Regions from separate parts of the Mus musculus genome. Here region 1 is linked to region 2. Evidence: chromatin contacts called from public HiChIP or PLAC-seq data. All regions are on one chromosome and are shown on one strand. Each heading gives the region's core, a stretch centred on a gene start, on an enhancer-like site or on the middle of the called end of the contact. The rest is flanking DNA. Distances are from core to core; before and after follow the strand shown. Region 1 overlaps Supt3 (SPT3, SAGA and STAGA complex component). Region 2 holds the start of Supt3 (SPT3, SAGA and STAGA complex component).

Evidence for each region. HiChIP or PLAC-seq counts read pairs in DNA pulled down with a chosen protein or histone mark.
Region 1: a contact with region 2 is called in an H3K4me3 HiChIP or PLAC-seq map of the 230-238 cell line, with 20 read pairs. The contact joins the enhancer-like site here to the promoter of Supt3 in region 2. A contact is called at or near these places in 1 of 39 promoter capture datasets (HPC-7-derived erythroid cells), 1 of 15 datasets of contacts at CTCF or cohesin (pro-B cells), 2 of 115 datasets of contacts at active chromatin or transcription factors (the 230-238 cell line and memory CD8 T cells) and 1 of 9 other capture datasets (liver).

The regions. Positions count from the first base shown.
Region 1 is chr17:44,901,727-44,905,823 of GRCm38.p6, reverse strand. All of the region lies in intron 2 of Supt3 (SPT3, SAGA and STAGA complex component), which reads right to left. Among named protein-coding and RNA genes, the nearest start is that of Gm52304, 16 kb to the right of the region's middle. Within about 2 kb of position 1,268, at least 3 of the 459 cell types and tissues checked have an H3K27ac peak or open chromatin away from gene starts, as enhancers often do. A contact at or near this core is called in the 230-238 cell line, where this site is marked.
Region 2 is chr17:44,774,519-44,778,416 of GRCm38.p6, reverse strand. It overlaps Supt3 (SPT3, SAGA and STAGA complex component), which reads right to left and starts at 1,251. Exons shown (of 12, transcript NM_178652.3): 1 at 989-1,251. It also overlaps a transcript of Runx2 not described here.

The sequences.
Region 1 (4,097 bases), core at 19-2,518, 130 kb before region 2:
GAGTGAATACCCACTGGAAAGAGCCCTGATTTACAGGGTGGCCCATTTAAAATGTTCCCATTTAATAATGTGGCTGTGCACAGGGCCTCTTTTAAATGGGCCACCCTGCATGAAGCTTTGGTCCAAGATAAAAAATGTCCTCCCTCGAGAATTTTTAAAAACCAAAAACACTGTAGGTTTAGTGGTTTATTTTTAAGGTTTGAGATGGTTTCTTTGGACTCCTTTGGAACTGAAAAAAGATGGATACACATTTTAAAAATGAAATGTTACAACCACACATCTGTAATGAGAACTGGTGCCAGTGGATATTTTTAAAAGAAATTAAAACGGTCAATTTTTTTTTATTTAGGTTAGGCAAACGGCTGCTGCACACACAGCTCACAGTAACTACTTTTCAGCAAACCTTCACAAGAAATTTCCTAATGAAGATTTATAGGATGTTCTGAGATTGATAATTAAAGGCTCCCCCAAAAGATATGAATGACAGCATCAGAGATGTCAGGGTGGAGGGCTTGCCCTCTAAAGGAGGGGCCAGTGACTTAAAATAAAGATGCATGGCAGTTATAACAGACAAAATACCGAAAAAACAGGCCTAGAGCAAAGCTTTGCTGTTGGACTTTTCCCTATTCATATTAAGGGCTCTGACAAATAACCCCATTGCTCCACAATGCACACATGTAGATAACCCCAGTGCTCCACAATGCACACAGGGGAGAAATGAACTCCTGATTTAGAAGGGTATGCAATGGAGAGAAAAGGAAAAGGCTTCTCTTAAGAATATTCTGACAAAAAAGATGATTCTCAAACCCTATGTCTGGCTCATTCCTCCCATAAACCAATACTAGCGATGACAAAAAGTATAAGGATGATGAAGGGTCTTTGTGCTGACACTTTTCATAGAAGCCTAACGTTATTGCATCATTTAATCCCACTGCAATACTATGGGGTAAGTACTGAGACTCGATTTTACAGATGGGATAAGTGACACACTAAAATATTATATAGTCTATACAAGGTATACACATAGAAACAAAAATACACAGAGAGAGACACTCAGAGAGAGACAGAGAGAGAGAGAGACAGAGACAGAGAGAGAGCACAATATAATGTTTTCTAAAGAGAGGGCCATTAAGTGCTGAAGGCATGAGGTACTTGTATTCAAAGGTAACCACTAGGGACCAGAAATATTAAACACAGAGTGTTGTCTCTTCAAAGAAAGAAATGTATAACCTGTTTCCTTCCTAGAAGGCCAGGAATGGATGTGGTCAATACCTTGGTGACATCTGTGCTATTGTATGGCCAGGCCACATCTGGCTCCCTCACACTTGTGTGCTTATCTCATCCTCCAGACCCTTAGCTTGAACACGGTTTCTCAGTCAATATAATTCATCTTTACAGAAAAAGTCACACGTACTTTACAAAGAGTTTTGATGTAATCATGCCTTAAGCTTTATTATGCACCTGGGATTGAGTTAATTATCAGCAGGAACATTTCTGCCCAACCCCCAAACTATGCTGTGCTTAAATACACCTGAAATAAACTACCTGAGGTCAGAATCTTGAAGTATGGACCAACACTGGCTTTTGAGTCACGTTGAACCAGATTCCTGTATACATTGTGTGGATCATTAATCTGCTGGTTGTGTTGTTTGTATAGACACCCCACAATTAGGTCATTCTCCATCTCTAAATGGAACAAGAGCACAAAATCCTCTGATGGTACCCACTCCAAGTACCCATTCGTTAATATATTGGACTCTTAAGTGATATATCCATGTTTTCTTAAGAGCCATAGCCAGGGTCTTCCTCAAGCCTAACGTGTTACTGACAGACTCCACATCTGTGGACTCATAATATTCTAGCTAAAATATTCTAAGACAAAGAAAAAGAAAAAAGAGCAAAACTGAAACTGAATGTGTACAGACTTTCTAAATTTCCTGGTCATAAATCCCAAAATAATATTAATGCAGCATGATAGTATATTAAATATTATAAAATCGATAGATTATCTCAAGTATATTGGAGCATATGTGAAGATTATACGTATATGCTATGCTCATTTTCCCTAAGGGTCCTAAATATCTGTAGATTAGGGTAACCAAGGGACTCCTCCAGACAACCCCCTATACATACCAAGGGACAAATAAGCACATTCACTCAACACACATGTATTAAGTAAGCACTTCTTTTGTATCTTTCACTCTTTTAGGCATTTGTCAATAAGTAGAGTATGAAAGAGACTAAACCGTTATCTGAATTATCTCATTTTTCAGGATGTAGGATGAGTCTAACCTAAAGATATATATTTACTTATGCCAGCCAGAAAATAATGGGAATATGAGAATGCTAGTTCTGCTCTCCGAATATGATCTAATTGAATTTATACACTTAGAAAAGGACCAAGGAGCAGGCAGAGGAGTAGGTAGAAGTGAGGCCACAAAGGAGAACACGGTACTGGACAGTCAAGCAAGAGGCCCATATCATCAAACACCCCTAGAAATGAAAGATGGAGAAAGGTGAGAGGGAAGAGCTAATTGGAGGGAGCAACACGACAGGGAAGGGGGCCACAGAAAACACAGAAAGAACCAGAAAGGATCATCACAAAGTAGGAAGCTACTGCTGAGTGTGCATCAGGGTGTCTTACTATAATTTATACTTCAAATACTAAAATGTTCACTACATTTCCATGTGCTTATTGGCATTTTGTGTGCCTTCCTCCCTAAAGTGTTAGTTCATGTCTTTTGCCAAGCTTTTATTGGTTTACTTAACTTTTTTTTTTAATGGGGAAGTAGGGGGTTGAAGCTTTATATTTTATACTTCTGTGGGCATGCACACACAGACACACACATATATATATATACACAGGCATTGCAAACATCTGTTACTAAGATATTTCTCCATCACAGAATCACCTTGGTACATTTGCAGAAAGGCGCTGCCTACAAATATGGGTCTTTTCCTGGACTCTGTTCCTAACACTGATCGACCTGTCCATCCTGCTGCCAGTCCTGCACTGTACTGACCCAGTAGCATTTTATTTTGTAAATCTTAAAACCAGACACTCTGAAGCTTGCAATTTTCTCCTTTCCTCTCACTGTGACCGTCCCCTGACCCCTGTGTGTGTGTGTGTGTGTGTGTGTGTGTGTGTGTGTGTGTACATGAGTGCATGTTGTGTTGTGCATGTGCACATGTGGAGGTCAGAGGACAACTTGAAGAATTCTCTGGGGACAGACCTTGGTTTACCAGGCTCTGCTGTCCTTCACTGAGCTATCCAGTTGGTTCTGCTTTTGTCCTTCCTTTGAAACTTTTGGCTATGTTTTATTGAACAGAGATGTTAAGTACCTTTTATTAACCCAACTGCAGTTTTAATTTTATTATCAACAAATAGAAGTAAAATTGGAAGTAACTGACAATAAATTTAAGAAGCATTTTCTCTCATCAGTCACAGGCTCAGAGCTTTGATGTTTTCTGAAGGTGTTATCAATGATACTGTTCTAAAGTTCTGACTTATAGGAAGATAGTAATTTACATCCTTCAAATTAACATAACCTTTGTACCCTGTGATTGTGATATTTTTGGTCAGGTCTAACACCTTTTAAAGCATTTTTCAATGTACAAGATTCTTACCATTCTCTATATACAAAATATGATTGCAAATAACAACTGACTTATTTTCCAGAGGGAATGCTTCCTATCTTACTTCCCTTCTTGCACTGTGCGATAGTTTCAGTATAACAAAGAGAACTGGCTCTGTCTTAACTATGTCCTAAGGAGGCTGACCATGTTAACTGCTTTGAGCAGATTTTCATTTATAACTCACTGGTTTAATACACACGTTGACTCCCGCTCTCTATGGGTTTCTCTCTAGAGCGCAGGGATGGTGTGCACTGTGTCTGTACCACCTCTGCATTTTCTGTAGAAATACGCATCACCTAAGGTAATTTAAGGGCACCTCTTACCCCTCTGAACTTGAAAGTGAGTCCTTACTGGAGACATGCATTACAGGAAGGGGGAAGTGTACTTAGAAATATATGTGTGAGTGCAAAGAAAGAGAGGTAGACTGTGAAGCAGGAGTCCCAGGTTAGCATCTCACTGCT
Region 2 (3,898 bases), core at 2-2,501:
AAAAATCAAGCTCATCAGAGCCACCTGCACCCGGTGGTTACCATATTGGTAGCCCATAGAGTATAGCATTTCCAGCTTGGCATAAAGTCCCCTTGGGCAGTGCAGCCGGAAAAGGGTGGGAAGCTTGCAATAGTATGGTTAAAGTAAGGTCTGGTTGTGCAAAACATTATCTTAGTAGTCATATTCCGCCTCGCTGGAACACGCAGAAATTCTACCAGTTGTTTCTTTCTTTAAGTAAATCTTTTAACAGTGAACTAACTCAAAAATACTGAGAACTCAGGTTTTATCCCAGATAAATATGTACTGGTTTCTTCCTGAGTCTACTAATTCCAAGGACATAAAGCTAATTTTAATCCGGGTGTTCAGTAACAACACTGCTACTGGGATCCTGTCTGACCGTCAAATATATTCCACTATCCCTATAACTCTTATCACTTGTCACATCAACTAGCCTGACTTCCAATATAGAAGGCAAGATGACAGACAATTTCCTTGGAGCTCAAACGTAATTAATCACAGCTGGCGTGATACAAGCTTTTAGCACACAGATCTTCTCCCATAAACCTGAGTTTTGAGCTAGGCTGCGATGATCCCCATCTATACCCCCCGACACCACCGGCTAAATGATTTATTTCCCCAGGGGTCCCAGAGGCGAGCTCTGACAGCAACATCTCTGTGTCCTCTGTCCCTCAGCCTGCATGCACACTGCACTTCCTTCCACTACCACTTCCTAGCTTCCTAGCTTGCCTTCTTGGAGGACTTCCCACCCATTTGGGTGACAAGCCTAAACGGTGCCTCTCCGCCCGGCCCCGAGGGCTCCCCTGCCTCACGCCCACCGACAACGGGGAGGAGCCACGGGGCACCCCACGCTCGGCGGCCTGCATCCGGCTGGGCCCGCAGCCCCGGGCCAGGCATTTGGCTGCCACGACGTCCCTCAAGTTCCCATGACCTCGCCCCACTCCCCGCCGCCCCCACGCGCCCCCACAACCTCTGCTTAAGACACGTGGAGGCACGGCTGCGCGTCCCGCGTGGAGAATGAGAGGGGACAGAGATGGCGCGGTGTCTGCGGCGGCGGCGGCCCCGGGACACGACGGGCAGGGGGGCGGGGAGTGGGGGGAACCAGAGATTGTAGAAAGGGAAAAGGTGACTGAGCTAGGCTGGAGGGGGTGGGGGTAAGATGGCGAGAGCGCCACTATGAGGGGCGGGGCGGGGGTAGCGGAGCCTGGGGTGACTAGAGGGACGGGCCAAGCCGTGCGGCGAGAGCGCATGCGCACCCGGCTGGCCAGCGCGCGCGGTCGCGGGCCTGCTTCTTCTACTTCCGCCACACTCCGGGGGCGGGGCTTCGCGCTCCCGCCTCGGCGTACGGAGCGGCCCGCAGCCACGCGGCGGAGCCTCAGAGCGGGAGTTGTGATGAGTCGAGTGAGCGATCTGGCAGAGGAGCTGGATTTGGCCTGTGGTGACTCTGCAGACCGTAGGAGTGAGCCCGAGGAGCTAGGATTATTGAGAGTCGGTGATCTGCACTGGGAGAAGGTCTATGCAAGCTTCTCTTCAGGGGTTGGTCAGGTGACCAGAATTGTTTCCAATGACAAAGGGGCGCAGAGTTAGGAAAGACTCTCTCCTCAGAGAAGCACTGTGTGAGGACTCAGTCCGTTCTAGGACCTGGGAACACCCACCTACCCACCCCTACCGGCCCTTGCGCAAAATCGAAAGCCTGTGAAAACTCATCTGCAAAGTTACCCCACCCCACCCCCGTTCCTTTCTACAAAGTTCCATTACTTTAAAAAGCATGCTTTAGTTAATAACTTTCACTATTGGGGAAGCTTTATAAACAAGCAGTGGTGATTTTTCCTTGCACCACTTATATTGAATTGTATGTATGACCTGTCTTCCCGTGTTTGATGGTTGCAGGTGTAGTACCTTAATGAACTGGAGACAATTGTGTGTGATGTTTTCACTCGGCTGTTTAGAAAAGAAAATATCCACTATCCTACCATTTCAAATATTATTTTTATTATATTATTTTTACTATTATTATTTATATTAGTCACTTTTTTCGCTAGGGTTTTACTGCTGTGAATAGATACCATGACCAAAGCAACTCTTAAAAGAACATTTAATTGTGGCTAGCTTACAGGTTCGGAGGTTCAGTCCATTATCAAGACAGGAGCATGGCAGCATCCAGGCAGGAATGGTGCAGGAGGAGCTGAGAGTTATACATCTTCATCTGAAGGATGGTAGTAGAAAACTGGCTTCCATGCAGCAAGGATGAGGGTCTTAAAGCCCACACCTACAATGACACACCTACTCCAACAGGGCCATACCTTCTAATAGTGCCATTCCCTGCGCCGAGCATATACAAACCATCACATTCACCTTTACCAGGTCTTTTCAAGCACTACTTACTTCATTAATGTCTTGCCTATGAATGTATGAGTTCTGAAATAATCCTATTTGCTGAGTGTCTTTAAAACAGCCATTCATCTGATCATCTCCTCTCTGGATTGCAATTGTCTTGTGCTTAGTCCTCTGTAACTGCCAGACACTTCAATATTTGCCAAATACACTTCCAAGAGTAGATTTAGGATGTGGAGGGTCAACATGAAGTGTAAGATCCAGGCTCACTCTGCCCAAAGCTGAGTGCGAGCTATATGGGAAAGTAGCCAAAAATTGTCATTATTTCCTTAAAAATTAAGACTAGATTATATACAAAAGGTGAAAAGACTTTTTTAGTACATTGCCAAGAAATAGGAGATTGGGCTGGGCGTGTAATCCCAGCATTGGAGAAGTCAAGGTCAGCCTTGATTTTTAAGACTGAGCTGTCTTATAATAAAAATAAATAAACAAACAAACAAACAAACTGCTGTAAAAACAGAAGACAGATTATCCAAAGAAAAAAATTCCATGCAGATCATTTTAATTAAAATTCTGCTCAACTAATATCATCGCACAGGCATTTCACCTCCAGATAAAGACCAGATTTGACTCAAAAACAAATTATAATGGTCAGGTCCAAAAAAAACTTGGGACAAATGGCTATCTGGTTCCTATTAGCTTAAAGCATGTGCTGGCCTCCAGGCTTCCTCAGGACCACAAGAACCTGGGACTCTTCTCAGCTCTGCTCATCTTGCCTTTTACCCTAAACCTTTCCAGCTCATGGGCTTCCCTCACCCAGAGTCTTAGTAACCCTACTATTTCAGCTACGCACACTCTTTGCCCCCTCTCTCTTGCCTCTCTCTAGGTCTCATTGCACAGACTCTCTTAGTCTTCCTCTCTTGCTCTCCCCAGCTCTCCTTTCATGGCTAGATCCAGTCTGCTGGCCAGGTTCAGTCCACTGCTTTCTCTCCCTGCTCTGGGCCCTTCCAGATGCCTCTGGCTCTACTCTCCCTCATACCTACAATAAAAACCTTCCCCTTACCCATACCTTGCAGCAGCCATGCCCTGCCTTTATTCAATAACAAAGCTGAAAACGAAGCTCTTGTGAAGTTAAAGCTTTGGAGACCATTAGCTCTCAGAAAAAGAAATGATTTCCAAAGTGGGTGGGAAAACACAACAGGAGGCCAAGTGACATCACACCACCAAAAGAAGAAAAGGAGGAGGAGGAGGAGCAGCAGCAGCTTGGCCATTGTCTATGTGCCCATTTTCAATGACAAAGGAAGTCCTCATTCTAAAAAGGACAGCAGAAGCCATAGCTAATAGGAACCATTTCTGTGAGGAAGCCACTTCTTCACTTAAGAGTGGTTCACTTCAAATAACCTGCAAATCTTGCTCTTATAATCCATGATTTTAATTTGTTAGGACAATCATGAGAGTCTCGCTGTAGAAATACAGTGGGCACTCTTACTGCATATGCATTTGCTGCTATAGTCAATTGCTTTTCTGACGTTGAAAACTATTTTTG